Linked DNA regions of Mus musculus: regions 2 and 3 are each linked to region 1. A link is a contact called in public HiChIP or PLAC-seq data. All regions are on one chromosome and are shown on one strand. Each heading gives the region's core, a stretch centred on a gene start, on an enhancer-like site or on the middle of the called end of the contact. The rest is flanking DNA. Distances are from core to core; before and after follow the strand shown.

Region 1 (2,808 bases), core at 193-2,692:
CTCTCCGGAGGTAGAGGTATGGGTGGTCAGAAGTTCAAGGTCATCATTACATAGCAGTTTGGTGCTAAGCCTGTATTTTGAAAAGCTGACATTAATAGCGCCATTGTATCTGCTGGTGAGGCTCTTTTCTGATTGGATCAAGTAAAGAGCATTGCCTAGATAGCTAGCTCCCTCCACCCCCATATTTTTTTTTAACTTTTTTTTTCCCCAGTCTATGTAGTAGTCCAAGAGCTCGGCCTCAACTAGAGATCTTCTTGCGTCTGCCTCTTGAGTGCTGGGTTCAAAGCCACCATACCTGGCTTCCCCAAGCATGGGTGTCCAAGGCACATGTATGGAGGTCAGAGGGCAATTTATGTAAATCGGTGGCTCTCGCCTTTCACCTTGTGCGACCTGGGGATCGAACTGTGTCGGCAAGCGCCTATCATGACTTCCGAGAGGCCTCTCTCCCGAGCCTTATCAGCTAAGGGATTTGAGTCTTCGCTATTCCCAGTGAAAAGCCCCCTGCGGCCCGACCGATTCCGGTTCTAATCCCAGGAGTGTGAGGGCTTCGAATTCCACAACCAGCTTTTCTGTGTTAGTCCTGAAAGTACTGGCAGCAGGACTGGCTCAGAGAAGGTGCCGATCCTAGCGCTGCGCAGGGGACAGCTCGCCATCAGTGTGCAGCGGAAAAAGCTTGGGGGGTGAGGGGGGCGCCCGTTCCTCACAGCGGATCCCATACTCCCCGCGCTTACCCCTGCCGGGGAACTCGAGCTGAGGGGCCCCTCTGGCAAGCTCATGACCCGCGAAGGCGTGGGGACCAGAAGAAGCAGTACGAAGCGCGGGAGCGGGCAGCGCCCGGGAGGAGGAGCGCGGGGCGGAGCGCATCGCCCAGCTTCCCCCGCGCCCCCGCCTCTCGCATCCGGCGGCGGCACAGGATGTTCTTTCGCTCGGGTCCCCCGCCCCCGCTCTCACTTTCTTCCCCGCTCCCCTCCTCCACACGCGCCGTGAGCCGCGCCCCGAGCCAGCACCTTGCTTAACCCCTTCCCGCCCGCGCCTAGGGCGCGCAGCGAGTCTGGGGTGCCCGGGTAGGCGCAGGACTGCGCCCACCAGGACAACGTCGAGGGTGGAGAGTATGGTGGTCTTCCGAGGACCCAAGCCTGCAGTCTCCAGAAGCCCCCTAAATCGCCAGGGGCGGTTCCCGGGGACCCAGGCCCGCACTCTCGCGATCTTACGCTAAATTGCCAAGGGCAAGCGCAAGGTGGGCTCTCTCGTGGGCGCAGACCGGTGTGCTTAGCTATCTCCGGCCTAAGGAACGGGGGAGTACCCAGCAACCTTAACCTCATCTTCCCCTCCAGGTTGTGCTAAGGCGCGGCTCACAACGTTTGAGAGGATGGAGAGAGGCCACACCCCCTCGATTAACGTCACTGTTTCCAAGGCAATCGGAGGCGGGGCTGTAGACAAGCGGACTTTGGGGACTATGGCTTAATAGGGCTCCAGGACAGGGTGCGGCTGGGCTGGGGGCTCGGCGGGGTGGGACGTTTCTGTCTTTGCTTTTTTATTGACTCGCTTGATTTTTGATTCAACAGATATTTATGCTTGGCGCCATTCTTAGGGACTGTTTTTCTCTCACCAAGTCTGCGGTTCACAGGTTGTCACTAAGCCGGGTGGAGTGGCCATGCACCCAGGATATGATCCTGGGATAGATGTAATGCCTTTTTATTAAATTTACTGTAGGGGGCTGGGGCTCATGTGCTATAACGTGCATCTGGAGATATGAGGGCAGGCAATTTGTGGGAGTTGGTTCTCGTCTTCTACCTTGTGAGACCCCAACTCATGTCAGGCTTGGCGGCACCTTTATCCACTGCGCTATGTAATTATTCAGTGTCTCCTTTCTCTTGTCAAGTACCCCAGAGCGAGCACTAATCAGTGAAGACTTGGTTCTCTAATTCATGGAAGGTCTCAGCTATTCAGGGAAGGAGGACAAAGTGTTCCATGCTCACCACGTACCAACTCCTTCCCAGCATTTTAGGTCTTGTGATCTTTGCCCTGTTGTATTTCTGGTGCCTTTTACAGCCTAGGAACTGAGTCTGAGCTCTCAGAGGACCCTAAGCCCGATAGCTAAGTGTTGGAACCAGGACCCTAAGCCAGATAGCTAAGTGTTGGAACCAGGTTGGGACCCAAGCCTGTGGGTATGAAGCCTGGCTTCATTTTTAGACTATAATTAAATGGTATCAAAGAACAATCCTGCCCCTAACCCAGTCATGAAGGAGTTTACAGCCTACAGGGAAACGGGGGTGGGGGGTGGGGGTGGGGTGAGGATACCACAGAACATAATTAAGCAATAAAACCTAGAACAGGTTGGAGGCTGTTTAAAAGGATCAAAATAGAGTTGAGATTGTCAGAGCCTCTCCCGTGGAAGGTGCATTCCCAGGTAGGTCAGGAGGTGGGAGGTGACTGTAGGATCACAGTACCTGTGTGTGTGTGTGTGTGTGTGTGTGAGAGAGAGAGAGAGACAGAGACAGAGACAGAGACAGAGACTGTTCCTGCAAAGAACACCTAACTAGTGGCTCAGCCATACAAAGGCTTTTTTTTTTTTTTTTTTTTTTTTTTGACAAGATCTCTAGCCCAGGCTGATCTCAAATTTTCTATTTAGCCAAGAATAGCCTTAAACATCTGATCTTCCTGCCTCTATCTCCGGAATGCTGGGATAACAGGTGTGTACCTCACATCCCCACCCCACCTCATGGATGGAGGGAGCTGGGGTCTCCTTCATGTTTCTCCATGTTTGGCAAGCATTGTACCAATTTATTCATGTCCACAGCCCCTCCC
Region 2 (2,808 bases), core at 124-2,623, 240 kb after region 1:
CACAGAAAGGGACAAGAGCTTGGAAATGCTTAGAAGGGGCTGTCCCCTCCCTGCATGTGGCCCTTACAGTGCAGCCAGGTGTCACCTCCACCTGTCTGTCCAGTTCCTTCACTGTTTCTGCTGGCTGAGCATTCATGAGGCCAGCAATGTGCAACAAAATCCCTGGACTGTTCCGATTCTGGGGCCCGCGTGCGCGCGCGCACACACACACACACACACACACACACACACACACACACACACACTCACACACACGTATGCATTCGTGAGTGTTCAGTACACACAGTCCCAGCTCTAGGACCCAGGCTCACCTCCCAAGAAGAGACCCTGGGGGATAGGAGGGAGGAAAGGGAGGGGTAGATATGGGAGTGGCAAGCCCCACCCATCTCTCACTGGTGGGGGAGGGGGGTCGGGAATTGTGCAGGCAGAGGCAGAAGCAGGAGCTGAACCCAATGACCCTCTAGAGGACTGCCACACAGCAGAAGGAGGCTGCAGGGAAGGGCTTCCTCTCAGGACACCCCGTTGCTGCTGCCTGGGAGATGAGCTAAGGGACCGCAGGTGCTCTGCCTGGTGGCTCAGTTCCCATGCTGGCTAAGCAGGCTATGTGCTTGGTGACAGAAGGCCTGCCCTGCCTGGGGTGGAGATAGCTGGGGGAGTCAGCATGCTAGGTCCCCCTTCATAAGCCCCAAATCAGAGCTTTCTCACTCTCTACCACCCTGGGGCTAGCTCCACTCTCTCTGGCTTACTAACCCTGTGGGCACTGACCCTTCTTATAAATACCCAAAGAACCGGATGCTACTGTCCCCATTTAACAGATGAGGAATTGGTAGCTCGAGGTCAAGTCTTAGTCACAGCACCATGTGCCTTCTGTGCACTGCTGGGTCAAGAACACAGCAGAAGCAAGCTGGCTCAGAGGCAGGCTCCAGAGTGCCGGAATCTCCTGTCATTCTGAGTCAGGAGCCCTCACACCGCCTGACTTCTGTGTGGCTGTAAGCCCTCAGCTCAGTCTGTCACAAGAGTCTGCCACAGAGCCCCTGCCACAAAGTCACCACGTCATAGCTGAGGTCACCACAGGCTCTAGTCTCTGAGTCTTCCTCTAGCCCTTCCTTCTGTCCCCTGTCCCCTCGCACCACCATGACGCTCAGGCCAGAGGCTCAGCCTGGGACTGGAGTGCCGCTGGCTCCTGGGAGGCTCACCGGCTCCCTGGGCTCCCCCTGGCGCTCCTTCCAAGAAGCCTTCCTGGGCTAGCACTACCCCACCCTGCTTACCTCAGTCCTGTCTCCAGATCTGCAAGGTCTGCTGCCGCCCTGGCCTCACCGCACCACCATACCCCAGGACTGTCCTCTGCTCTGCTGGCACGGTGCCCCTTAGTGAGTGTTCAACAGGCACTTGGTGAATGGATAAGCACTCGGACAGCCTTGGCCTGCAGCCCTCGCCAAGGGATACCATTTCCTCATGTCCCTGCCACTCACATCTGGTGCCCTTTAGAAGCTACCTCTACCAGCTCCTGGGTCAGGCTTCCATCAGACCCCGGCTCACCACCCCTCCCCCAATCTGGGGATGACACTCGTGTTCCCAAAGTTCTCAACGAAGTGCAGCTGCCTACCAGGCAGTAAGGTCCAAGAAGCATAGAGACACTGAAGCAGGTGTGCAGGGCAGGGCCTCCGGCAGGGACTGTGACTGCAGTGTGTGTGTCACTGCCTTTGGTCTGGAGGAGACTCTGCTGAGCCAGGACACTGATTGTAAAGTGCGCAAGCTCTGGGACCCCGAGACCACCACAGTTCTCACTCCCCAATCCCGTCCACCACAGGAGATCTTCAGGGCCTCCCTGCCCTATCCCTGAATTCTCTGAAGAGGCACAAAGTCAAACAGAAGGAGACTGACCGGGAAAGAGCACTGTTGTCTCTACTGAGACAGCCTGTGCCTTCCTCACCTCCTGCCCCCACCACTCTCCAGCTTCCACTCCTTCCCTGCCGACTGTGGAGGTGGGGGTGAGGGTTACAAGTGTCCCTGAGGCACAGGTTGTCCCATGCCTCTAATGAGTGGCTTGGGACCAGCGTGGAGGGGCCCTAAGAGAAAGTAGCTGGATGATGGTCCCCAGCTGCCCTATCAATCAGTAATCTGTGTGCTGACCCAGTGACCCAATTTTCTGGGCCAGCAACTCTGCAGTACTCGCTGCTTCCCATTTGCCAATCCAGGTCACCCCATGTCCTCAGGGTACCTGAGGCCAGGGTAGATTCACCCTAGTGGGTACCTGAGGTCAATCTCCAAAAACCAGAAAGAGCAGGTACCAAACAGGACAAAACGGCCCTTGTATTTCTAGTTAGTTCTCTGAGCATCCAGAAGCAGCACTCAATGAAAATAAAAGCTCTGGCAGCCAGAGAAAGAGAGCAGGAGCTCTTGCCTGAGCTGGGAAACAGGAAGTGAGGGGCCTCAGGTGGGCTGCCAGCCCGGCTCTCAGCAGCCCTTGACTCTGGGATGGGAGGGGTAATGTCCACCCCACCCCCAACCATAGATAGATGGAGAATGTTCTAGAATGCCATTTCACAAACAAGAAACGTAAATTATGTGAGGACTTGGGCTCACAAAAAAAAAAAAAAAAAAAAAAAAAAACAACAACAACAAAAACCCAAGCCTGGTGTAGTGCATGCCTGCTATTCCAGCTGAGGCTGAGGCAGGAAGACTGCTGCAAGTTCAAGGCCAGCCTGGGCTAGCTACATAGTGAGATCCAGCCTTCCCTAGGCAGGGGTGGGCATGCAGTTAGATGGCTTGGTGTATAAAGGTGCTTTACCACCAAGCTTGATGAAC
Region 3 (2,808 bases), core at 94-2,593, 210 kb after region 1:
GTTGGACATGGCACAATATTGTCACATTAGGGTAGACATCATCTATATTTCTTATATAATGCATTACATTTATGGTGGATATTTTAAAAATATTGGTTCTCAGCCTGGCAGTGGTGGTGCACACCTTTAATCCCAGCACTTAGGAGGAAGAGGCAGACAGATTTCTGAGTTCGAGGCCAGCCTGGTCTACAGAGTGAGTTCCAGGACAGCCAGGGCTACACAGAGAAACCCTGTCTTGAAAAACCAAACCAAACAAACAAACAAAGAACAACAGCAACAACAACAAAACTGGTTCTCATGTAACCTAGGCTGCCTGCCAACTTGATGTGTCACTCAGGATGACCTGGGACTTCTGAGCCTCCTGCCTCCACCTCCCAACTACTGGGATTACGGGTGTCTGCCCATATTCCTAGCAAGGAGCAAACTGAGGGCTTGTGCCTGCTGGGCGATCATACTGAGACCCAGTCCCAGCCCCAGCCTTCATGGATATTGTATTATTTTCCTTCCTTTCTTCCTTCCTTCCTTCCTTCCTCTCTCTCTCTCTCTCTCTCTCTCTCTCTCTCTCTTTCTTTCTTTTCTTTTTTTGACACAGGGTTTCTCTGTGTAGCCCTGGCTGTCCTGGAACTCACTTTGTAGACCAGGCTGGCTTTGAACTCAGAAGTTCTCTTTCCTCTGCCTTCCAAGTGCTTGGATTAAAGGTGTGTGCCACTACGTCCGGCTTGTATTACTTTTCTATTGCTGCGATAAAGTACCATGGCTAGGGGCTGGAGAGATGGCTCAGTGTTTATGAGCACCGATTGCTCTTCCAGAGGACCAGAATTCAATTCCTGGCAGGCAGCTCACAACTGTGTGACTCCAGTTCCAGAGGATCTGACAGCCTCTCATAGACAGGCAGGTAGAACACCAATGCACATAAAAAATAAATAAATCTTTAAACAACAACACCAGGACCAAAACAACTGGTATAAGAGTATTTTATTTGGGCTTATGGTTCCAGAGAGTTAGGAGCCCATGATGGCAGAGTAGACTAGGCTTGCGAGTTGGAACTGCTGAGCTTAAACTGCAAACGAAAACTAGATAGCAAACTGGGAACTGCACTTGGCTTTGAACCCTCAGAGCTGGTCCCCTGGTGACATATTTCTTCCAGTGGAAACCAGATCTGTTTGAAAGGTGCTAAAAGGAGAGATGAAGAATCCGATTCAAGCTGTTTTCTTCCAGTAGAAAAGGACTCTCAAGTCTGGTGGGTGATTTTCTCCATGTTATACACAGTACCAAAGCACGCTCTTTAAGTGGGAAAGGTGGCGAGGTGAGGATCCTCCTTCCACTTGTAGGGTTGACGTTTATACCACCGTCTTCCAGCAGGTGGCAGTGAAGCGCCTTAATGGAGACCCTTCTAGAACTCTGTCTCAGAGCAGCGGACCACGAACCTCTTTTCAACTTAAATACTAGCAATATACAAGGACAGGACCCTCAGCTGTGCCTCTGGAGCCACGTTAGAACACTGCATTGGGCTATGGGTGGCCTTAGCTGGTGCAGCTGCCGGCTAATGGATGTTCAGTGATGAGGCCAAAGTGGGTTGTGGACACTTGAGGTCAGCCTCAGGGAGGCCAGCCAGGGTCGGGAGTGCACGGAAGAAGAGTTTGTCACGAAGCCTTCTTAAATCCATGACCATCTGGACCCTTCCCACTCCCCACGTAAACACGGGGCCCCCAGAGCACCCAGGGGGCAGCAGAAATTCCTCAAAACAACTCCCCCCCCCCTTTCAAAAACTACCTCTAGGATGGTTCCAGGAGGTGGCCCCATGGGAGCCCCAGGACTTCCCTTTCCTGGCCCCTACGTGACACTAGCCACGTTAACACCTGTGCTGGAAGCTTTGAGTGGCTTCTGTTTCTGTTTTGCTTGAGACAGGCTGTCATTATGTAGCTCTGGCTGTGTGTAGATCAAACTGGCCTCAAGCTCTGCCCCCTAAGAGCTGGGATTAAAGGTATACACACCCACAGATCTCTCATTCTCTCTTTTTTAACGTTTTGGTTTACTCTTTTGAGACAGGGTGTCCTGTTGCTCAGGCTGGCCTCAAACTTGCTATGTAGCCAAGGATGACATTGAATTTTGTTTTGTTTTCTTTGCTTGTTTTGAGACAAGGTTTCTCTGTGTAGCCTTGGCTGTCCTGGAACTCACTCTGTAGACCAGGCTGGCCTGGAACTCACAGAGATCTGCTTGCCTCTGCCTCCATCCCGAGCACTGGGATTAAAGGCGTGCACGCCCCCACTGCCAGGCTTGAGCCTCATAGGTCTCTTAAGCATTCCTCCACCTAGTCTGTTTCCTCTTCCTTCGGAGTTCCTTTCCTCTTTGTTCTGGTGCCAGCTTGGACCCGAACACTGGAGTCCACATCCCACTTGCCTCTTCAAGCTACATAGACCAGGCCTTTGTTTTTTCTTCCATAGTTTGGGGAGATGAAGGGTCCTCACCTCACACAGTGATGATAGGTGACCCCCCTCACTCCCCCCCAACACACACCACAGGCTCTCATTCCAGTCCTCCAGTACTGAGCTCAACAGACCTTCCAGAGCCTTCCAACTGGAATACAAGTGACTGGTGACACCCACTTTAACCTCCACCTGCCTGTAGCATCCTTATTTTCTTCTCGCAGAAGGCCCCACTCTCCCTCCAGTGTTCCCCGGGGCGTTGCTTTTCCTCGGTCGGTCGCTGACCAGGTACCATTGTGGTTCATAGGCAAGTCCCGCAGATGAGGCTGATGGAACCTTCGAGCTGGACAGAGGCCATTCCTCCATCCCACCACCCTCACCC

Evidence for each region. HiChIP or PLAC-seq counts read pairs in DNA pulled down with a chosen protein or histone mark.
Region 2: a contact with region 1 is called in an HNF4G HiChIP or PLAC-seq map of pancreatic cancer cells. The contact joins the enhancer-like site here to the promoter of E230001N04Rik in region 1. A contact is called at or near these places in 5 of 39 promoter capture datasets (embryonic stem cells, liver, pre-B cells and 1 more) and 3 of 115 datasets of contacts at active chromatin or transcription factors (the SCID.adh cell line, microglia and pancreatic cancer cells).
Region 3: an H3K4me3 HiChIP or PLAC-seq map of the SCID.adh cell line shows a contact between it and region 1, with 25 read pairs. The contact joins the enhancer-like site here to the promoter of E230001N04Rik in region 1. A contact is called at or near these places in 11 of 39 promoter capture datasets (the 3T3-L1 cell line, the HPC-7 cell line, the SN4741 cell line and 6 more), 1 of 15 datasets of contacts at CTCF or cohesin (the NIH/3T3 cell line), 26 of 484 Hi-C or Micro-C datasets (B cells, the Ba/F3 cell line, CD4 T cells and 14 more), 27 of 115 datasets of contacts at active chromatin or transcription factors (the 230-238 cell line, DN3 thymocytes, the NIH/3T3 cell line and 19 more) and 4 of 9 other capture datasets (adipose tissue, embryonic stem cells, liver and 1 more).

Annotation. Positions count from the first base shown.
Region 1 is chr17:28,521,290-28,524,097 of GRCm38.p6, reverse strand. E230001N04Rik (a long non-coding RNA gene) reads right to left here and starts at 1,442. Exons shown (of 2, transcript XR_385504.4): 1 at 732-1,442.
Region 2 is chr17:28,278,781-28,281,588 of GRCm38.p6, reverse strand. All of the region lies in intron 2 of Ppard (peroxisome proliferator activator receptor delta), which reads right to left. Among named protein-coding and RNA genes, the nearest start is that of 1810013A23Rik, 8.5 kb to the right of the region's middle. Within about 2 kb of position 1,373, at least 96 of the 459 cell types and tissues checked have an H3K27ac peak or open chromatin away from gene starts, as enhancers often do. A contact at or near this core is called in embryonic stem cells, liver, pancreatic cancer cells and 2 more, where this site is marked.
Region 3 is chr17:28,307,571-28,310,378 of GRCm38.p6, reverse strand. No RefSeq gene overlaps it. Among named protein-coding and RNA genes, the nearest start is that of Fance, 4.6 kb to the left of the region's middle. Within about 2 kb of position 1,343, at least 51 of the 459 cell types and tissues checked have an H3K27ac peak or open chromatin away from gene starts, as enhancers often do. A contact at or near this core is called in the 230-238 cell line, B cells, DN3 thymocytes and 11 more, where this site is marked.